2 separate regions of the Sus scrofa genome follow, and region 1 is linked to region 2. The links are chromatin contacts, called in public Hi-C maps. All regions are on one chromosome and are shown on one strand. The core of a region is the stretch at or near the end of the contact, and the rest is flanking DNA. Distances in the headings are between cores, read along the strand shown. Region 1 overlaps AGAP1 (arf-GAP with GTPase, ANK repeat and PH domain-containing protein 1). Region 2 holds the start of AGAP1 (arf-GAP with GTPase, ANK repeat and PH domain-containing protein 1).

Evidence for each region. Hi-C and Micro-C count contacts between places; a contact is called where the count stands out from the background.
Region 1: a contact with region 2 is called in a Hi-C map of liver, with 1.7 times the contacts expected there. The contact joins the enhancer-like site here to the promoter of AGAP1 in region 2. A contact is called at or near these places in 8 of 47 Hi-C or Micro-C datasets (embryonic fibroblasts, fetal skeletal muscle, heart right ventricle and 4 more) and 1 of 2 datasets of contacts at active chromatin or transcription factors (skeletal muscle).

What each region holds. Positions count from the first base shown.
Region 1 is chr15:135,513,686-135,518,147 of Sscrofa11.1, forward strand. The region is part of intron 1 of AGAP1 (arf-GAP with GTPase, ANK repeat and PH domain-containing protein 1); the gene reads left to right. Among named protein-coding and RNA genes, the nearest start is that of AGAP1, 73 kb to the left of the region's middle. Within about 2 kb of position 2,691, at least 4 of the 83 cell types and tissues checked have an H3K27ac peak or open chromatin away from gene starts, as enhancers often do. A contact at or near this core is called in liver, where this site is marked.
Region 2 is chr15:135,439,154-135,443,851 of Sscrofa11.1, forward strand. AGAP1 (arf-GAP with GTPase, ANK repeat and PH domain-containing protein 1) reads left to right here and starts at 3,287. Exons shown (of 20, transcript XM_021075538.1): 1 at 3,287-3,515. The coding sequence starts at 3,353.

The sequences.
Region 1 (4,462 bases), core at 1,441-3,940, 74 kb after region 2:
ACGCCAGAGCCACAGCAACGCAGGATCCGAGCCGCGTCTGCAACCTACACCACAGCTCACGGCAACGCCGGATCCTTAACCCACTGAGCAAGGCCAGGGACCGAACCCGCAACCTCATGGTTCCTAGTCGGATTCGTTAACCACTGCGCCACGACGGGAACTCCCGGAGATTAATCTTTATAAAAACTTTTTTTTTTTGCTTTCTAGGGCTGCATCTGCAGCATATGCAGGTTCGCAGGCCAGGAGTCAAATCAGAGCTACAGCTGCTGGCCACACCACAGCCACAGCAACGCAGGATCCAAGCTGCGTCCGAGACCCACACCACAGCTCACAGCAATGCCAGATCCTTAACCCACTGAGCGAGGCCAGGATTGAACCCGAATCCTCATGGACAACAGTCGGGTTCATTCACTGCTGAGCCACAGTGGGAACTCCTCTGTCAAAACTCGTGAACAACGAACGTCTGCGGGTGCTGGGCGGGCGCACCTGGAGGGGGCACGGAAGCCCCAGCGCCCCCCCCACTCACATCCCTCATCATCTGACTGTTGAGTTGAAGCCTTTCTGATAAACTGGTGAGTAAGTGGTTCCAGAGTTCTGTGAGCCCTTCTAATACGTTCTCGACAGGAGGAGAGGTGGGAACCCCGATCAATGGCTGGTCGTAGAGAAGGGTGGGAGGGGTCTCACTGACTCCGATGGGCGTCTGGGGCGGGGGCAGCCGTGTGGGACCAGGCCTGAACCTGTGGGGTCTGACGCTGATTTTGGCCGGTGTCAGAATCCACTGGAATCTTGGACACCAAGCTGGTGTTGGCGGAGTTGGAGAATCAGTTATTAATGCGGGAGAACCCCGCACGTCTGGTGTCGGAGCTGGTGTGTGGATGGACAAGGTCTCAGGTAGTGACCCCAAAGGTCCTCGAGCAGCGGGTCGTGGACTCGGAAGCAGCATCGTCTGACCACAGGGCCCTGCGAATCGCTCCTGTTAGAGCCACGGGACCCTGGGGCTGGCTCGCCCCATGCATGGTGGGGGGTGGGGAGAGATTGACCCGAGGTGGCTGGATGACTGGTCCAGGCCACACGGCCTGCCTTTGCTCCCTGCCAGCTCCAGCACCTGCTGGTTCGCCTGTCGTCTTAGTGGTTGGAGGCAGCAAACCCATTCCCCTGCGTCGTATGTGTCATGCAGCAGGAAAGCCACAGGGTGTGTAAGGTCAAAGTCAAGTTGTATTTATGTAGCAGTTTGAACTTTAGGAGGTTTTAAATACGTTGTTATTATTTAATAGCATCCGGTATGTTAAGGGATGGCTTCCTGTAAATTCTCGGGCGTCTCGACCCGTCCAGGGAACCCAACGTGCGTGGACGTGTCCTCTTTTGCAGATTTGGGGTGCAGCCCCGGAGATGCCATTTACGTCTGCGTCTTGGGTGACTGTCCGCTTTGATCCTGTTGGGGCAGGAGGGGCGCGCTCTGAAAGCCACATCACCTCCTTCTTGATTGCCAGTCTTTTAAAACAATGTTCCTGAAAGGAATACTTTGCTTTTTTTCATTCACAGACTTTGTAGCGTGTTAAGATCACGCCAGATACTTAGTTTTTGAAAATGGAAGTGGAGCTGATTTGCACAATGTTGTGTTAGATTCGGGCGTTTAGCGGAGTCATTCAGTTGTAACGTATGTTCTTTCTCAGATTCTCTCCCGTAGCGGTGACTACAGGATGCTGAGTACTGTTCCCCGTGTCGAGTGGGTCCTTGCTGGTGGTCTGTTTTATGTCGTGTAGTGTGCACCTGTTAATCCTAAACCCCCAATTCCCCCCGCCCGCCACTCCCCACCTTTCCCCTTGGTAACTGTGTTTGTTTTCTGTGTCTGTGAGTCTGTTTCTGGTTTGTAAATAAGTTCGTTTGTATCATCATTTTTTTTAGATTTCATATGCAAGTGATGTTGGGTAATATTTGTCTTTCTCTGTATTGCTTTTTTTTCCCCCCCTTCTTTTTCTGGCTGCCCCACAGCAGATGGAGTTCCCGGGCCAGGAATCAGATCTGAGCTGCAGTTGAGACCGACACTGCAGCTGTGGCAACGCCAATCCTTTAACCCACTATCCTGGCTGGGGATGGAACCTCTATCCTGGCGCTGCAGAGATGCTGCTGATCCCCTTGTGCCACAGTGGGAACTCCTCTCTGTGTTGCTTTTAATGTGTCACACACACACACACACACACACACACACACACACACACACACACACAAGACCCAAGTATTACTTTTCCTTTACAATTCAGTTTTCATGCCAGTGATGTCACAATACAAGTGGGCATTTCATTTCACTGATGGCCTTTCTCAGAGCTGGGACTTACCAGTGGGGAGATGTACCAAGCAGTTACTTTCCTTGTCGCCGAGGCTGTCACACATGGTCCTGTCCCCACAGCGCCTTGATAGATGTTCTTTAACTTTTGGGGTCCATACTATAGAAAGATCGACAGGTACTCACTCACACAGCAGCTTGCCAGACAATTCCAGGGGTTCACAGACCCTCTGAAGCCCCTTCCCTGGACCCCATGTTGAGACCGTTGACCTGCTGTCTCATGCATCTGCTTGGCCGTGAGACTCAAAAGCGATAGAGGACAGCTCTGCCTTCTAGGATCCCCTCTGCTGGGCAGCTGCTTCTTACTCCCTAAGGGTCACGTGTGGTCCGTGTCCACAGGGGCCAAAGTCCCAGCAGAGCACCCAGGAAAACAGGTGCAGGCAGGCAAGGCTGTGGCAACACAGGGCCAGAGGCCCCCAGGGTCAGTGAACTGCAGGCGGAGGGACCTGCGGGTCTGAAGGTGGGGTGGCAGGGGTGGTCGAGTCGGCCCGCAGTGAGGATGCAGCGTTTGAGGAGGCGGGGAGGTGGACGTGCATGTCCACGGCCAGTTTGCTGGCACTTGGCTGCAACTTCCGACCGACAGATCCTGGCGAGAGGAACCAAACATGATATTGGCCAGGTAGAGAAGCTTCGAGTTTTTAGCAGGAGTTTCTCCTCTTCTGTATCTGTGAAGTTCTGCTAACGACAGAGCGTTGGTGACCCTGCTGTGGACTGAGCTGCGTCTCCCCCAAATTCACATGTTAAAGCTCTAAACCCCAATGTGATGATATTGGGGGGGGTAATTAAGTTCAGATGAGGTCACTGGGCTGGCTGGGGTCCCCAGGATGGGCTTGGTGCCCTTGAAAGAAGAGACACCAGTCAGAGTGCTCTCCATCTTTTGAGGACATGGCACGAAAGCATCCTTCTGCCCACTAGGAAGCAGCTCTCCCCAGAAACCAAATGCCCATCACCTTGACCTAGGGCTGCCCAGCTTCAGGAACTGTGAGCAGAAGTGTCTGTGGTCTAAGCCACCCGGTCTGTGGCGGGTTGTGACAGCGGTCAGAGCTGACCAAGCCCAGCCCACCTGGAAGTACTGCCTTCTTCCCGCAGCAGCTCCACCCCGGGGGTGTGATCTGGAAAGGAGGCATGTGGCATGCTCTTGCCTCTGGGTTCTTGTGGAGGAACAGGGACTTGAACCATTCAAGTGACAAGCTTGCCACCTGGGAGTTGAGCTGGAAAGCAGCCTTGGGAATAGCACTTAGCATCAGGTGGCCGAGCGTTTAGCAAGAACGAAATATCTGGTGACATCTGGTGACCAGCAGGCACAGCACCAAGGGCTGGGGCCCCAGAGGCCTGGCTCACTGTGCTGCTGAAACTCCGTCAGTTGTGTGGCTCTGGGCCTTGGGTTCCCCACGGGCAAAGGGCAGGGATAGGTTTGGGCTTAATTATCTTCACCTCTGTGCCATGACCCTGTGTCCAGGGTCATTCTCTGGGCTTTTTTTTTTTTTTTTTTTTTAATTATTATTTTTTGTCTTTTTGCCGTTTCTAGGGCCGCTTCCCACGGCATATGGAGATTCTTAGGCTAGGGGTCTAATCGGAGCTGTAGCCACTGGCCCATACCACAGCCACAGCAACGCGGGATCCAAGCCACGTTTGCGACCTACACCACAGCTCACGGCAACGCCGGATCCTTAACCTACCGAGCAAGGCCGGGGATCGAACCTGCAACCTCATGGTTCCTAGTCGGATTTGTTAACCACTGTGCCATGATGGGAACTCCTCTCCGGGCTTTTTAAATTAAGCTGCTCTTTGGGGCTGGGAGGCGGTACCCAGCCAGTGTGTGTTAATGCACTTAGTATTTGCGTGTGTGTCGTGGTCATTGCGTGCCCTGGGCACACTGGTTTGTGAGCGTAGTGTCTCCTAGTCACAGAGGCAGGCGGTGCTCAGTGAGCAGGTGCTCTCTGCAAGACCCCGAGGCATGGCCTGACTTGCATGAGTCGACCTCGCATCTGGCTTTAAGAACTGTGTCCTGTGTGCCCCTGTGATGTGCTGTGTGGTGACAGCCACCGGGACCTCAAGGCCGTTGATGGCAGGCTTGGGTACCGTGACTGGGGGTGTGGAGAATGAAGAGACGGCTGC
Region 2 (4,698 bases), core at 2,037-4,536:
GGAAGTGAAACAGCCGGTGAGGAAGCGGGGAGGGCGTTCCTGATGGAGGAAGCAAGGCGGGCGAATACAAAAGGTGGGTGTGCGTGGGTGTATTTAAGGAACAGCAAGGAGGCCAGATGGCACGGCTGAAGAGGGGAGAATGGGGTGGAAGGAGAGATGCTGGGGTGGGAGGCATGCCGAGGAGCTGGTGGAAACGATTCTCCCTTGGTCTCCTGCGCATCTGCGTGTCTGAGGGCAGAGACATGGACTGCCATCCTTTCAAGAAGCTTCCTAGGGCAAACAGCCTTGGGAGATGAAGATGGGGTCTCCTGTCATGGTTAAGGGCAGACTGGTTACTGCCCATATAAAAGACTGGGGTTCTCTAAACTCCAGGTTCCTTTCCTACAGGCCCAATTCCTCTTGGCCCTGTGGGAATTGGAGCTTCGTGAACCGGCCCCTGAAAATGCCAACACTCTATGGGAGTTCTCTGTGGCGCAGCAGGTTAAAGATCCAGCATTGTCACTGCAGGGGTGCAGATCGCTGCTGTGGCATGGGTTCAATCCCGGCCTGGGAACTTCCACACGTCACAGAGCGGCCCCCCAAAAATGCTGATACTCTAGCTACTGCTGTTGCTGTGAATACCAGCGTCTTTTGTTTCTCACCCAGGAGGCTCCATCTTCTGCAGGCTAACTTGTTAGCTTACAAGTAGGGTTCTGCTCAGAACCTGCACAGCTCCCGCTAGACACTAGGGCCAGTACGGCTTTGGAGGCCAGAGTAAGGTGGTGGAATTTACTCTGAGCGGGACAGGAATGACGGGAGGGTTTTGAGCAGAGGCTCTGGCACGACCAGCTTAGGTTTTCTGAGTTTCACCAGCGCTGTCTTAGTGAGAACAGACTCTAAGGGCAAAAGTAAGAAGCAAGGAGATCCACTGCTTGATCAATTTCCAGATCAATTTCCTGCACTAACCCAGAGGCGAGATAATCACACCTTCAGCAGGGTGGTGGCAGTGGGGCGGCAAGAGGCTGTGAGATTCTGGATCATGAGGAGGTGGTGCTGACACTATTTGGGGTATGGGAGGGAGGGGCGTCAAGGATGGATGTCAGCCCGAGCGAAAGGAGGCCTGAAGTTGCCCACAGCTGGGACAAAGATTTCAGGAGAAGCACGGGGAGGGAGCAGCCAGAATTCAGCTCCAGACATGTTAGATTTAAATTGTCAGCCGGCATCCCAGAGATGATGAAGAGGCAATTGGATACGAAATTGTGATTCAGGGGTGAGGGCTGGACTGGAGGTAGGACTTTGTGGTTCATGAACCTGTATAGGATATTCAAAGCCGAAAGAGAGATCCCCACACATAGAAAAGAGAAGAGACCCAGAAAGGAGCCCTAGCTGCTCGCTCTCCATATTTAAGAGGTTAGGGGAGTCAGAGGGGATCACAAAAGGGACTGAGAAGCCAGAAAGGTAGTAGGAAAGCTTGGCGAGCATGTTATTCTAGCAGCCAGGAGAAGAAGGGTTCCAGGACTGCCGACAGGTTAAATTCGATGAGGCCACATTGTGGGCACCTCAGTTACTGCAGTTACTTAGGCTGAGAGTAAAGCCAGAGGCAGATTAGTGTGTCAGGGATGCTGTAGGGATCAGGAATGGGGGGAGGGCACGAGCTCAGGGTGCTGAAGACCATCGGCACGTTTGTCTGGGGGAATTGTGAGCCCAGTGGGTGTAACTCGGGGAAGATGGATACCAGGCTGCAGAAGCCACACGCAGGTGGCAGGTGAGCCAGGTGAAGGCTCAGCTGGCTTTGATCAGGGCTGCGGGGGCAGGGGGCGCGGACCAAGTGCTTCCAAAAAACCGCTTGGAAAGGTCAGGGCAGGGACTAGGCCCGGGCTCATAAACTTGGCCCCAGTGCTCAGCACGTCTGCAACAGTCCCGTTTGCCTGGAACCTTCTTGCTGTGCGGTCCAGCTCCGCAGGATTCCCGGGCTGAGCTTACAGGGGATTGGGGTGGGGGTGAGCAGGCTGGGGACCCACGCAGATCAGGCTGCAGCTTGAGACCCATACCTCCAATTTATTTATTTTTATTTTTTTATTTTAAAGGGAGAGGATGCCTAAGGGAGCTTCCGTGGTATTTCGCTGCACGTCGCGTCCCCGTCTAAACTTCACTCGAGGAGTGTGAACACCCACGCCGCCACGGCTAAGGCGGCTCTTCGCCTTCGGGAAGAAATTTAGTTTATTAAGAGGAAGCACGCGTGTGACTTTCGCAAAAGGAGATACAAAGTTTAAAAATGGGGGGCGGGGTGGGGAGCGAACAAAGTGCGGCCGGGGGACAAGGCGAGTCGCAAATGCTCCCGCAGCCGGCCGCTTAGAAGCAAAAACGCGGGCGGGTTGGCGCACCGCCTCCCGGGGACAGCAGCAGGACAGCGCCGGGACCAGCGGAGCGCCAGGACCGGGAGCCGGGCGCGTCACGGTTCCGCGGGTGGGAGAGCCCCGCTCCTCGGCCCCCGGGCCCCAACTCCGCGCCTGCCCCGAGCGGCGAGCGCGCCCCTCCCCGCGGTCCCGGCGGAGCGCCGACGCGGCGCGCCGCGGACTACAAGTCCCAGGAAGCCCAGAGGCAGGCGCGGGGCGGAGCCTGGCGCAATTCCCCGGGATCCGGCGCGCTGGGAAGCGCCGCGGAGGACGCAGCAGCGGCGGCGGGCGGCGAGCGAGCGCGCGGGCGGGCGGGGCGCTGGCGGAGGCGGGGCCGACGTGGGTTTGAGCCCTGCGTGCCAGGGAGGGGGCTGGCCGGGCAGGCGGCGGGCGGCGCTCGGCGAGGGCTCCGCGGCTTGCACGGCGCCTGCGGCTCGGTCCCGGCTCGGCGGACGGCGCACGGCGGGCTCCGCGCGGGGGCCCCGGCGCGCCGGGCGGCGCAGCACGCAGCGCGCGGACCCACGCGGCGGCCGGGCATCCCGAGCGGCGCGGCCACTGCCCGGGGGCCGGCCCTCGGCCCCAGCGCTCGGAGCGCGGCGGCTGCCTGGGCTTTAATGGCTGCTCGGCGGGGCAGCGCCTAGGGGTGGAAGGCGGCTGCGGCTCAGGAAGGAGCCCGAGCGAGCCTCCTCCGGGGCCGGCCGCGCCCGCCGCGGCGCGCTCCATGGGGGCCCGCTGACCCGGGGCGCCGGGGCCCGCTCGCTCGCTGGCCGCGCGTCCCGGCCATGAACTGAGTCGGCGGGCCGGCCCCGCGCCTGCTCCGCCCGCTCCTTTCTTCTCGCGCCTCCTCCGCCCGCCGCCGGCGGCGGGCCCGGCTCCCCGGGGGCTGCGGCGCCCCAGGCTCGGCGGCCCGCGGGCCCCGGGGCGCGGGACGGCGGCGGCGGCGGGGGGCGCGCGGCTCCGGGCGCGGCGCCTGCACCATGAACTACCAGCAGCAGCTGGCCAACTCGGCTGCCATCCGGGCCGAGATCCAGCGCTTCGAGTCGGTCCACCCCAACATCTACTCCATCTACGAGCTGCTGGAGCGCGTGGAGGAGCCGGTGTTGCAGAACCAGATCCGGGAGCACGTCATCGCCATCGAAGGTGAGGGCCGAGCCGCCGCTGCGGGGCTCCTGGAGAGCGCGGGGGAGCGGGCGCCCCCGGCGCGGCGGGGCGCGCGCGCGTGTGCGTGCGTGTGTACACACGCGCCGGGCCTTGGCACACGGCTGCCCGGCCGAGCGAGCACTGCGGTGCTTCTCACCCTGCAAGGCCGGGCGAGAGCCGAGGGGGAGGCCGAGGGCCGGGCGAGCGCGCCGCCAGCCTTGCCAGGGAAGATGGATCGCGGCGCTAATGCGATAATGGGCAGTAGAGTCTCCAGTGAGAAAGTGGCTCCGTGCGGTCGCGTCCTGGGCCACCCGAGTGATCTGGTCCAGTCGAGGCCTGGGGCCAGCCGGAGGGGTCGGCGCCACTGGTCTGTGACAGGTTACCAGGCGGGGAGCTGAGCGTCTTGCTGGACGTTGAAGAGGTCTTTTTGAGAAGAGCTGCTGCTGGGGGGCGTGGGGTGGGCAGGCTCTTCCTTTGGTGGATTTGCCTTTTTCGGGGACACAGTGGAGGCTGCTGAACTTAGCCCAAGCTGCAGACAGCATCGTATCCCCGTGGGGGTCCACCTGCCGCTGTGCAGAGAGAGGCTGGCTTCCTCTACAGAGTGTTTTCTCCCAGAAGTCCTGGGCCAATTTAGAAGACCCCTCTCTCTGGGTTTCACTTTCACACACCTGCCCTGGGAGGCCACCCACCCACCCTTCCTGCAAGTCTGGCAAGGCTGTGACCCTCAGGAGAGGTGGAGCCTGGGTCTGCCTCTCCTGGGCTCCTGTTCTCTCTGGCGTCACCATGGTTATTTCTCAGCTCCTCCGCTTCCAGATTGTCTCATTGTCGTTGGCCAGTGGCGGTAAAAGGTTTGACGGCTGGGTTATCCGTAACCTAGAAATGGCCTAACCAAAAGCCGCAGTTGAGGAACACTGAGAAGGTTCCAGGCCTGGCAGAAGTGTGTCTGAAGCCCAGCCGCAGGCAGCTTCGCCCCGCTCCCCCCCTGTCTGCAAGCCACAGGGCAGGGGCCGCGGGAAAGCTTCGCTTTGGCACCGTGCAGTCTGAACTGCTAACCCCAGAGCAGTTGGTTTGACGCTTGGCCGGTTCGACTGAGAAGGTGGATTTGGTGGTGCTGATCCTCTTGGCATTTGGCAGCCCCCATGGACTTGAACGGTGTCCCAGCCAGGTTGCTGATTGGCCGAGT